3 separate regions of the Mus musculus genome follow, and regions 1 and 2 are each linked to region 3. Evidence: chromatin contacts called from public HiChIP or PLAC-seq and promoter capture Hi-C data. All regions are on one chromosome and are shown on one strand. The core of a region is the stretch at or near the end of the contact, and the rest is flanking DNA. Distances in the headings are between cores, read along the strand shown.

The links. Promoter capture Hi-C pulls out the DNA fragments that hold promoters and counts their contacts. HiChIP or PLAC-seq counts read pairs in DNA pulled down with a chosen protein or histone mark.
Region 1: a promoter capture Hi-C map of pre-B cells shows a contact between it and region 3, with 3 times the contacts expected there. The contact joins the promoter of Rbm28 here to the promoter of Tspan33 in region 3. A contact is called at or near these places in 7 of 39 promoter capture datasets (the 3T3-L1 cell line, 3T3-L1-derived adipocytes, the C10 cell line and 4 more) and 3 of 115 datasets of contacts at active chromatin or transcription factors (bone marrow-derived macrophages, pancreatic cancer cells and pro-B cells).
Region 2: a contact with region 3 is called in an HNF4G HiChIP or PLAC-seq map of pancreatic cancer cells. The contact joins the enhancer-like site here to the promoter of Tspan33 in region 3. A contact is called at or near these places in 10 of 39 promoter capture datasets (the 3T3-L1 cell line, the C10 cell line, cranial neural crest and 6 more), 6 of 484 Hi-C or Micro-C datasets (the N1E-115 cell line, cerebellar granule neurons, cerebellum and 3 more) and 1 of 115 datasets of contacts at active chromatin or transcription factors (pancreatic cancer cells).

The regions. Positions count from the first base shown.
Region 1 is chr6:29,162,029-29,165,993 of GRCm38.p6, reverse strand. It overlaps Rbm28 (RNA binding motif protein 28), which reads left to right and starts at 1,270. Exons shown (of 19, transcript NM_133925.2): 1 at 1,270-1,503. The coding sequence starts at 1,386.
Region 2 is chr6:30,355,196-30,359,502 of GRCm38.p6, reverse strand. No RefSeq gene overlaps it. Among named protein-coding and RNA genes, the nearest start is that of Zc3hc1, 34 kb to the left of the region's middle. Within about 2 kb of position 2,677, at least 82 of the 459 cell types and tissues checked have an H3K27ac peak or open chromatin away from gene starts, as enhancers often do. A contact at or near this core is called in cerebellar granule neurons, cerebellum, liver and 1 more, where this site is marked.
Region 3 is chr6:29,692,574-29,696,759 of GRCm38.p6, reverse strand. It overlaps Tspan33 (tetraspanin 33), which reads right to left and starts at 2,546. Exons shown (of 8, transcript NM_146173.3): 1 at 2,216-2,546. The coding sequence starts at 2,317.

The DNA.
Region 1 (3,965 bases), core at 21-2,520, 530 kb after region 3:
AGAATTTGATTCTTGAGGAGGATGTGGAATTCCAAACCAATTTTGTTTAAAAGATTCTACTTCTTTTGCCCACTTTACTTTTTATGTAAGATAGGATCGACTTTATGGTAGCCTTGACAATCTGTTTTGTATTTCAGTGCCTTTTCTTCTGATTTATCTATTTAAAATATAACTGTGGTGGGGGTTCTTTTTCTAAAAGCACATATTAATTATTTGAAGCCTACTAGGACTTCATAAATTTCATGCTTAGCACATTCCTCCCACCACTACTACCTACACGTCATCCATCCATCCATCCATCCATCCATCCGTCCATCCATTATATTGAATGTGGATAACTCTTGGGGATTTTCACTGTGCCTTTCATCTTTTGTGGTGTTTTCTACCTACTGAGCTGTTGTAACTTAAAAGTAAAGACTTTAAAAGTGCCTAGGGTACTTTTTGCAGCTAGGCATTCTGCAAGCACAGCATTTTTCCATGTAAGACAGACAGTGAAGCCCACTGAGTGTTAAACACTGTGGGTAGCCTCCAGTCTGTCTGATAAACAGACATAAATGAAGATCTTCTGTCTCTGGGCAGCAGTGCATCCTAGGTCTGTGCATATAGCTGGGTGTTATGTTTGGCTTCCGTGTGCTCTGATGTGATCTTGCAGAGATTTTGTAAGATTTTAAAAATAAACGTCTGTCTCTCACTCTGGACTCTATTTTATATGACGGCAGGGACCATGTCTTTTTTTTTCGGCAATGAATTTTACTCCTAATATATAAGTAGGAGCTCAATCAGTAAGAATTGAAAATATGATTTCGTACGTAGTATTTGTTCTCTGGGGATTTTAGTAGATACAATTTGTCTCTGCGGCCAAGTGACAGTTTGTCTCATGTTTTCTGAGGACATGTGACTAGTTCAAATTATGTATGTTACATGCTTGTGTCTATGACGTTTTGCATATGTGTTTTTTTCCCCCCGCGTGATATGTGGCAACTCTTCAGAAAAAAACTTATTGAACACCCACTCTATGTCAGATGAGGGCAGGCTTAGGGGGAAAATGACTTCTGCCTGCTTTGGTGAATTTGGGGTCGAGTTCCTAAATGAAAGATTTTAAGAGAATTTTAAGCTGTTGATGTCAAGTTTCCCCCAGTGGCGGGGGCGGTGCTGGGACTGCACAGAGACCGTCGTTCAAGAAGCTCCGCCCCCAGGACGTCATTTTTCTTTTTCTTTCCGGAACTATTCCTTCCAGTCTGCGTTTCCTCCCGGACTCTTTTGAGCAAAGAGGACTTCCTGAATTTCCCGGCAACTCGGCACCGCCTTCCTGCCAGAGCTCATCCCAGCCCTCGCTCGCGCCGGCGTGAGGTGCTCGCAGCCTCACGCGCTTGTCTCTCGGTCTCATGGCCGGTCTGACTTTATTCGTGGGCCGTCTCCCGCCCTCGGCTCGCAGCGATCAGCTGGAAGAGCTGTTCAGTCAGGTGGGTCCGGTGAAGCAGTGCTTCGTGGTGACAGAGAAAGGTAAGGAGTGGGATGGTGCAGAGGGCATGTGCAAAGGTATGGGAACAACCCAATTTCAGGGAGCTCTATAGTTATGATCTGTTTGTTTTGAGACAGGGCTCTCACTCTTTAGCCCTAACTGGCCTCGGATTCGCTACCGGTAGCCCGTGTGCTTCTGCCTCCTGAATCCTCCGATTAATGACGTGAGCCATCCCAGCAAGTTCTTTGCTCTCTCCAGAAGTACGGGACCGGGAGCTAAGATTCTTTTCTAAACGGACTCAGCTGGAGATCGGCCAATAAGGTTGATTTATGAAAGGCAAAGCACTCACTTAACGTTTCCATTGCGTTTTCCCCTTTATTACGCGTGTTCAGGAGTTCAAACGCAGGCCCATTAGCTTGGAGTAATGGTAGTAATCCCAGCATCTGGGAAGGCTGTGGCAGGAGGATTGCTGGTAATTCGAGGACAGCCAGGTCTATATAATAGCGAGTTCAGGACAACTTGGATTACATAGCGAGACCCCGTCTTCAACAAACATCCCAAAGTAACGTTTAATAAAGCACCAGTGCGGCTTATTGAGATGGCTGCTAGGCCGGAAGAGTGCTTAGTTTGACATGGGTTAACTTACTTAATGTTCTCAACAATCTTATAGGACAAAGAGCCTTAACCCCATTTTTTTTAAATAAAGGAATATAATCTTTAAAGACATTAAATGGTCTGGAGTTGATCTGGCTAGTGAGAGGACTCAGTTTGATTAGCACGTTAGCACATCCTATGCATTCATCTGTTTATTTATTTATTACTTGTTGGATGCCAACTGTATTTTAGAACATTGCTGGCTGCCCTTAGGATACAACAGGTGTGTGACACTAAATCACTGACGCAGATTCTGTTCTCATACACTTATGGTTTGAAAGACAGCCAACAAATAGCCAAACTATATGTTGATAATGGTGATAAATTTATGCTAAGGAGAAAAGTCAAAAGAGGGAATGTGTGTGTGTAGATAGGGTGGCTAGGGAAGACCTGTTTGAGGAGAGTGAACTAAGAACTGGGGGGATAAAACAGTCTGAATTCAGGAAACAGCAACCTTGAGGATATTAAAGCAAGTATGTCCTTGTGTGAGAAGAGAGCTTGGTGGCCAGGGTGACGAGGAAGTGAATGAAGGTGTGACAGGAGATTCGATCACACTGAGTCCTCAGATTGTGGTGTTTACTAGAAAATCCTATTTCTAGTTGTGTGGCTCAGCTTCAGCACACACCTTTAATCCCAAACAATTGTAGAAGGAAGCACCCATGTTTGAAAGTAATATCTAATTGAGAGACAGATAAAATGAAAGACTTGGCAGAAGAATAAATTATGTCCAACTTTCACGAGTACATCGAGAAGAGATCTCAGGACCCACTTCAACCTGATAGACAGAAAGAACCAACTCCTACCAGATTTTTCCCATACTTTTGCACACACATAAGTAAATAAATGTTACAACACTAATGTTGTGCCAGGAGTGGTGGTATCTGACTGTAATCCCAGCACTTAGTAAGTGGAGGCAGGAGGATCAGGAAGTTGAGGCCTACTTGGGTTATATAAGACGTTGTCCTCAAAAGACAAAACAAGAAAGAAACATTCATTTAAAAGGACATTAATGCCGGGCGTGGTGGTGCATGCCTTTAATCCCAGCACTCGGGAGGCAGAGGCAGGTGGATTTCTGTGTTCTTGGTCTAAATCCTTACAGTCTCTCATACCCCTTTTAAGAAAATGTATGAGCTTCCTATCCAGGCAAGTGAGATGTACTAGAAACAACTGTTGCACTCCTGTGTAGAGGAGAGGTGGGTGTTTTATAATGGGGTTAGCATGGCACTTAGAATTGTGAGGGTCTGAATGTGTGTGGCAGTTCTTCGTGGAGACACAGTTACTGTTTTGCCTTTATTTGGGCACTAACCTCACAGATGAGCAGCTATATTTTTATTGTACTTATGGAGAAGTGGGGAGGGTCTTTTTTTGTTTGTTCGTTTTTTTCTTATTTCTTGAAAGATGAGTGATAGGCTTTTGTGAGAGGAAGTTCTAAGAGAAAAGAAACCAATCTTCACGTGTTATGTGTAGTTTTAAAAAAACACATTACTGCCTTGCCCAGGAGCTGCCACCCCTTGGCCCTTCCTGGCTCGCTTTTGTCTCTCCTGGCTTAGCTCTAGGATCTGCACTGCCAGCACTTACCTGGCTTCTCTTTCTTACCCACCTTTGCTCCTGGAGGAGTTGAGTTATCAGCCCACTCCCGAGACCCTTGAATCCGTGGATAAAAGACACACACACTGTTCCGTTACCTTTATAACTTGCATCTAGGCACAATTGTTGGGCGCAGATACCTCCTGCCTGGAAATATGTGCCCTTTTCATTTATCATCTCTGTCTCTCCTTCACCCTAAACTTAGTGGCTTGCATCAGCTAGCCCCCACCAACATCCTTGGCCCCTGCCCATTGCATAGGCT
Region 2 (4,307 bases), core at 1,428-3,927, 660 kb before region 3:
CAGATTTATCTACCAGGAAGGCCTTCACTACCTTCAGGAAGAAGTCAAGACCAGACATACACACACACACACACACACACACACACACACACACACACACACACACACACGCGACCCTTTTCAAAGTCTGTTCAGTTCCAGGCCAGTCCTGTCTAGCCCAGTAAGAGCCAATAGAAAGGAAGCTGCACTGTAGTCCCCACAAATGAGGCAGCTCTGTGGCCATCTTAAGAGTCAAGGCTGTGTCTAGAATGTGCTTCTCGTGCAGTGTGAGGGAGGTGGGGAGGACGGAAGAGCAGTGCTCAGCAGGAGGACACTGGAAAACTGATCTTACTCGTTTTTTCAGACATTTGCCTACACACGAGGCCTAGCTTCATCATTAAAGCCCCATATAATCACTATTCCTTTTCACAAATGAGGATGCTGAAACATAATACTTTGCTCAAAGTCACTAGCCAATGAGGGCCAACATTCAAGTTTGGACCATCTGTATCCAAAGTCTAGCCAAGGTTCCACAAAAGACAAGACATATGCATGACAATGTTTATATATTTCTACTTGAAATAAATTGAAGATAACCTAAACATCTGGTAATTGATTACAGAGTATAGCTTGGGAGACTATCATTTAAATTATTGAAATGATTATTGTAAGGGCCAGGGAAATGGCTCAGAGGTTAAAAGCATATCTTGATCTTAAAATGGACCCAAGTTCAGTTTTCCCCACCCACATGATCCATAACCCTGGTTCTAGAGAACCTGACACCCTCTGGTCATCTCTCACACCAAGTATGCACGTGGCACATCAACATACATGCAGAACACACACCCATATGCAGAAAATAGATCTAAAAAATAGTGTAGTCATTCACAGTGGCGGGCGCATTTAATGTCACCTTTCAGGAGGTAGAATCAGGTGAAGCTGTGTGTACTGAGGCCAGTCTGTCCTACATAGTTCCAGGATGGCCCACATACTGAGACCCTGTCTTACAAAACAAAACAAGAAAAACATTGCCTCAAAAAAAAAATCAAAGGACTATTATTGTTTTTTTTTCAAAGATTTATTTATTATTATTATACATAGGTACACTGTAGCTGACTTCAGACATGCCAGATCTCATTATGGGTGGTTGTGAGCCACCATGTGGTTGCTGGGATTTGAACTCGGGACCTTCAGAAGAGCAGTCAGTGCTCTTACCCGCTGATCCATCTCCCCAGCCCAGGACTATTATTGTAATGTAGTTTATTCATATAGTGGAATGATACTCAGAGTTTTTAAGTTGCTCTTTATCTAATGTGGGTCAAAAACGTGTGTAACTAGAGTGATCTGTGTTCTGTAGGTAACTAGACATCCAGGAAAATGTGACGTATGAGGTAGTAAATGGCTAGAAAACTTAGAAAACTTCCCCTTTATGAGAGCCATAGCATCTGCCCACTTTCCAAAAACTTAGGTATTTAGTCCAGACTCAAGGTCAGGTTAGCTATAGTGTCAAGCTGTAATACTAGCAGTACCCACTAGAGCCATTAGGTGCCGCCAGTGCTTCACATTAAACTCCAGCTTGCCTTTCAAACAACCACGGACCCACCGCCACCAATCACTGGGGGACAGGCCCTGGGCGACAACTCTCCTTTCCAAATGGTTCACCCTCATTTCTGCATCATTTTTCGGGTGTTTTGATTTGTTTTGTTTTGTTTTGTCTTAGAAAATGTCTCACTTTGTAGCCTTGTCTGGTCTGGAAATTTTGTCAGTGGTTCTTAACCTTCTTAATGCTGTGGCCCTTTTAATACAGTTTCTCGTGATTTTTTTTTTCTTTTTACATGACTAATTAATTTTGCTACACTTAGGAATGGTAATGTAAATACCAGTTTTCCGGTGGCCTTATGTGACCCCTGTGAAAGGGTCACTTGACAACCCCTCCCACGTTGGGTTGCAACCCACAAGTTGAGAACCTCTGCTCTATTTAGACTAGATTGGCCTCAGACACAGAGACCCACCTCCATGTGCCTCCCTAGCGCTCTTATGGAAGGCAGACACCACCTCGCCAGCCTCGCCACAGCATCTGGCTTTGTCTTGTCTAAGTCAGTGTAGACTGGAAGTTGGGGCTGCCTGCTTTGTAGCACAGACCAGTCCAGTGATAGGAAAATGGACAGCATGGAGGTGGGTGCCCAGAGAAGAGGAAAGAGAATGTATTTAGTGAAGATCCAGAGAAGTGGAGGATGCTCTCCTTTTTTTTTTTTTTTTTTTTTTTTTTTTTTTTTTTGAGACAGGGTTTCTCTGTATAGCCCTGGCTGTCCTGGAACTCACTCTGTAGATCAGGCTGGCCTCAAACTCAGAAATCCTCCTGCCTCTGCCTCTCGAGTGCTGGGATTAAAGGCACTCCTGAGGATGCTCTCCTTAAAGTTCAGGGCTAATCCCTTGTATCCAGCATTAGAGACATTGTATCCACCATTAGAGGCGTGCAGAAATGCCTAAAGACCAGACTGACTGGGAAGCCAGAAGAGAAAGCCACAAGAGGAGACGAGCCACTGGCAGCCACCTTGCTCCACATGGCTGCACTGACGCCAGTCCTCCCAAGGTGTCACCAACACTCAGGCTGAGTCACTCCAAACCCAGCCCACAGAGTTAAGCCAGTAACAAAACCTGGAGGACGTGGCCACAGGGCCAAGGGCCAGAGCAATGTCATCACGGGCAACCGTGCAGCTCGGGCCCGGCAGATGACCCTTTCCTTGTGAGCATTCCAGGGTGTGTGACTGATGCTCACTGACCCCGATTCATGGCGGCACGGAACACAAAGAGGTCATTACTGCCCCTTGATCCACCGGGGAAACTGAGGAATGGAGTGGGGAAGCAGCTTTGGCCCGTGAGTCAGTGGTACAGGTCATGAGTTCATTACCACCCCGTCAGGTCAGTCAGGTGCCTATGAAGCCACACTTCCCAACCAGAAGTAAACATGGCTGTCCAGGGCCAGGGAAGGGAGGGCCTTCCACCCAGTGCCCTTTCCATACCTGTCCAGCGGTAGAACCAGACACAAAGTTGCAAAGACTATGGCCTGACTCCCTGCATTCAGCCAAGGTCAGAGTGGGGAGTGACAGCCAAGACGGCACACAGGTTGTGGCCAAGCCAGCTCAGAGTCAGTCGGGATCTGGCCATCTGGACTCAAATACTGGATGCCCTTGTTATCAGTCTGTCTTCTGAGCCAGCTCCTGGGGCCTCTGCTTCTTGATATGTAAAAGGGGCAGGAGTAGTCAGTGTCTATGTCAAAGGGCTGCTTAAGAGCTAAGGGACCTGATGTTTGTTACGTGGTTGCTAAGCAATCCTTAGCTGCACACCTGGCCACCCGTGTCTCCAGGCTGTAGGGACTTTTGGGTCTGAGGAAAAGAAATGGGCACTGGGCTCAGGCAAAAACATCCCAGAATGTCTCGCTAGCTCATCCTTGCTATGGGAAGGATTCTTCTCGCCCAGTGGCTCTCCCCCATCAGCAGAGGTGCTGGTACTTCAGCTCGATGCCCAGTTTTAGAAGCATCGGGAAGCAGCATCTTGGGCAACCAAACACCAAGTGAGATAACCACATTCTTGCCAGCCTCCTCCAGCCTTGGCTCAGGGCCCAGCAGGGCCACCCTTAGGAGATGGTGCTAAGAAGACAACAGGCAAGCTAATTATAGGCCCGGCCTGCTGGGCTGTGGACACTGCCTGTTTGGCCTGCACGGCTTACCTGAGTCATCTATCCTGCGGCCACTTGAGCCTGGATCTGGACTAGCAGGCCACAGGGAGTCAGGAGCGCCTTCCCTGTGCTCAGTCTGGTCAGCTGCACCACTTCCTGCCTCTTTTCCCCTCAGAAAGCCAGTTGAGGCAGGTGAGCACCCCAGATCAGAGGCCAGAAGGCCTAATGCCTACTGCGAGGTGAGCACAATGCTGGGATCCCAGAGTCTCTGGAAAAATCACTTCACAGGTCAAAGTAAAAGGCATAGAATGAACAGGGCAGTGGCCTCCTCCTTCCACCACACGGTCCACACCTCCATCCTCTCCCTGAACCTTACTGGTCTGCAGGGGCCCCAGCTCTCTTGCTCCTCAGTGGTCAGCTGTGATCTGGGCTCAGTTCCCATAAACTTAGCCCAGGAATTTTTCAAAGTAAAAGGAGGGCAAATATGGGTGCCGTGGTTCAAAAAATCAGTCTTAAAATCACAACAGAGTTAGAAAACATTCTTTGAGGCGTTAAAAATGAGGATAAATGACAAGAAAGTCCCCAGCTCTTTGGATTTAGTGCATTAGGGAGGCAAGGGTGTGGCAGGAGAAAAACTGGGGGTACCCTC
Region 3 (4,186 bases), core at 1,297-3,796:
GCCTCTTGTCCTTCCAGACACTATTTCTAGACCCACCAACATTTTTGCATCTGTAGTAGGTTCAAAATGGGGGTTCTGCTCTAATTTGGGGGTAGTACCAACATGTCTAGCTTCTGATTTCAAACAAAGCATTTTTTATTTTATCTTATTTTAGGTTTTAGGCGGGACCATGCTTATCCAAGTGCTTTCCAAGCAGGTGAGAGAGCATTTTGTCACCCATGTGTGCAGATGCCAAAAGGCCTTCATGAGGCGTTTGTGGTTACATCTTTAAGATGTTTTATTATTATTATTTTATTTATATAGTTTACATTCTTCACCAAGGTAAATGGGCCTATGAGCTTGGCTCTCTTCCAGACTGTGAACCTCCCAAAGTTATTTGTTTGATAAAAGGGCATAGGGTGGAAGCAAACAATCCAAGAAAGCGATTGTGAGATCGTGAACACGAGTGACAGAGGCACTGGCTGCCGGCATTGAGGAGGGCAGGTAAGAGTGAGGCTCCAAAGGAGCAAGGCCTCGGCCGGGAAGCCCATGTGAGGCCCCACTGAAGGTGGTTTCACTAGTGCCTGCCCCTTTGTGGTGAGTTCCCCTTAGTACATTCCCTCAGCCCTGCAGGGTGGTGGAGAGGGCTTTTGCTGTTTTCAAATCTCCCAGGGAAGCAGAAGTAAGGCCAAGAGAACTTGGGTTGACTGGTTACCCCAGCCACAGTAGCAGCCATCCAAGTCCCGGGCTTTCCCTACACACATGCTGGCTCAATTGAAAATCACCAGCCCAAGCCTGCTAACCAGCTGGTGCCACGGGTGAAAATCCTGACTGTTGTTGCGATTTAACTTTCTCCTGTATAAAACCGTGGAAGTTCAGCAACTGCTGGATTTTCTAGTTCCAAAACCGAGACTGTGACAGAAGCCCAAAACTTCAATCTTCCCAAGAGTACAATGGCTGAGAGTGAGCGTCATCACCACCCTCTGGGATGTCTCTCATTTGTCCCAATAGGCTGGCACTTATGTACCCTGTGCCTGTGCTTCACACCAGGGCCCCTGTGAAACCTTTCCAGCAGTGGCCTTGGATCTGCCTTTTCCCAGGAGGCCGTTCAGGCCCACTATTATTCCCTCTGGCAAATCTGAACTATTGGTCTCAGGCTGAAAGAGGCAAAGATGATAGGCTTCTGGGCTGCAGCTTTGGTGCAGTAGAAGCTGGCAGAAGAATGGAGAGATGGGGAAGGACTTCCCCTTGTTATCAAATCCAGAGGGGCCCACGCACTCTCTGGCTATGAAACAGGACTCAGCTAGCATTCTCTAATGGGCTCCCCCTCCCCCTGAATTCTCAGCCCTCTCCTGCCATCCCCCAATACACTGCATTAGATTTTTGCTGGGAGGAAGGGCAGGCCTGTGGACTTGAACATATTTACCCAGATCAGTCAAATCAATAAGGATGGTAGAGAGGGGACGGAAATCCAGGTGTCAGGAGCTCGGGGTTAATATTGTTTACACTTTTCCACCCCAAACAAAAGATTCTGAAAGGAGCCATAGCTTCCAGCCCAACAACAACAACAACAACAACAACAAAATCCTATTTGAATCATCTGAAGCCTGTCAGCTCCAAGTAGAGAAGCTGGTCTTGAAGAAGGTAGGGCAAAGTTTAGGGCCATGCTGGGGTACACATCGGACCTGGAGACCATTCTTAACCCTTTTCAGCCCTGACAGGAGCAGACACCCGAGGCCTGCAAAAGGGACAGATATAGTCCCTTGACACAAGCCCCTGAGGAACTGGGGCGAAGGAAGGCTTGGGGTTTCTCTTCCTTCTCTCTCCCTCCACCCCCGCCCCGCGCCCCGTATGGCCAGTCGGGCCTTCCAGCCCCCAGGCCTGAAAGTCCCTAACCATGAAATATGCCCATGGGGCTGTCCAGCCAGCTCTTTCTTTCCCCAAACCCTTTTTATTTCATGGCCTGACACAGATCCTCATCCCTGCTAAAGCTTCATCCCTGGCAGCAAGGATGATTGCCCACCTCTTAACGTCCCCTTTTGACACGGCGCCACTGTGGTTTTCCTCCCCCGGAGAAATGCCCCCAAGTGTCACCAGCTCAGAAAACTACGAAGCACCACTCGACACGCTCCTGGGCACCGGGCAGCCCAGGCCAAACCTCCCAGCCTCAGGCAGCCCCCTCGGCGCTCCAGAGATGCCCGAGAGTCCGGGTGCCCCCTGACCCCCCGAATCTCACCCAGAAGAGCATGTTGAAGAAGAAGAGCAGGTATTTCACCAGCGGGCTGACGAAGGAGAACTCGTCCCCGTAGGCAGCCGGCACGCCAGGTCTCCGCGCCATGGTCCGCCGCTGCCCCCGGGGGGCCTATCTCCCAGCGGCCACCGGCCCACCTGTGCGCCCTGCAGCCCGGGGCGGGAGCCGCGGGGCCACGGGGACCCGAACGCCGGGGCAGCCGCGCCGCGCCGGGAGCCGCCCGAACCGTGCGTCGGGGAGCCGCGCGGCCAGGGAACGGCGCCGCCGCTGAAGCCGCGGCGGGCAGCGTGAGCAGCGGAGACTCCACCGCGGCCGCAGACCAGCTTGGCCCGCCCGGCTCTCAGGAAACCGGGCCCGCCCCCCGGACGGCCATTGGTGAGGCTGCCCGAGGCTGACTTCTCATTGGTCGGCGGCCCATGTCACTAAGCAGCCAGCCATCCCTCTCCTCCGAGAGGCGGGGGAGACACCTGTTCTGTGAGGGACAACTTGCTAAAGGGTCAGTGGTTCTGCTTCTGCCCGCCTAGACGGAAAGCCTGCAGGCTGCAGCTGCTTAAGGGAAAAAGAATGAGGAAAAGGAATGTTTCCTGCATCCCACACCCACGTCCTCTGCCCAGTTGCTGTGCACGCACGCAAACACACGTACGTTAAAATCAACAAGTACGCACTTTGTGTGTTGAGCAATTCGTTAAACGCTGTGGGAATAGAAAAGAAGGTTGATCCTCAGGGATCAAGACAATAAAATCAGAGTGACAAATGACAGGTACTAACAACCAGAAAGAGAAGAATAAATACCCCTGCTTAGCAATCAAATACTTTAAATGCTCGTTTTAAAAGCCTCATAACCTAACAGTGGAATTCTCAAACCATCCTTTTCTCTCATTACCGTCCAACCTCTCTATCCAAACCCTCTCAGAACGTTTGTTTACGTGGAGACACCGGTTTTTTGTTTTTAATTTTGTTTTGTTTTGTGTTTGGCATGTTAATAGGATATGCACAGATTGACTCCCAAGTACAATGTGGTGTACATTGTACTAGCTACACAAGTACGATTTTAACCTGGGGAGGAGTCTGATTTTGCCATCAATAGCGTGATTCCCCAAGCTACACTTTTTGTAACGTTGAGTGGGAAAACTGCAGCGTAAGGCATTGATCAAATAAGAATCTGTTAGTGCATGCAAATGACTTACACGGAGATGGCTGATAAGGGGGCTCACTAAAATGTGGTACTTTCACTCCTTTAAAAGATTCTTTTAAAATGTGTGTGTGTGTGAGTGTGTGTGTGTGTGTGTGTGTGTGTGTGTGTACCACTGTGCACACAGGTGCTGATGGAAGCCAGAAAAGGATGTCAGATCCCCAGGAACTGGAGTTACCGGGATTTGTGAGCTCCTTAAGTCAGTGCTGGGAACTGAACTTTGGTCCTCTGTAAGAGCAACAAGTGCTCTTAATAACTGAGCCATATCTCTAGCCCTGGTATTTTGTTTCAATAGGATTCAAAATCCAGTGTGGAAATACAATAACTGCATGAATAACTATTATGTAATTGGAAGAAGTTGAGCACCAGAAGGTGTCATGGCGGGAGAAACGAGGAGGATGAGATTTTAGAGACAGTGGGGACGTGAAATCCAGGTGGACACAAAAAGGTGTGTCGAAGCTTGGACAGATAAAAGCAAACCGCGTGTTGTGTGGAAACTAAGCCTATCACTTTTCCCGGCTTGGTGCAGCGGTGCCTGAGAATGCAGTATGTGTTCAACTGAATGGAGGCTGTAGAAGGACTTGAGATCAGATTACTGAGTTTGTGTTGAATTGATTTGGAAATAAGAGTTTTAGAGAAGGAAATGGGGTAAGATCGCTGTTTTCAGAGAGAGTTGGAAAGAGGCTGGAGAAAGTTTAATGGCAGCACTTAGGAGGAAGGGGCAGATGAATCTCTGGGAGTTCGAGGTAAACCTGGTCTACATT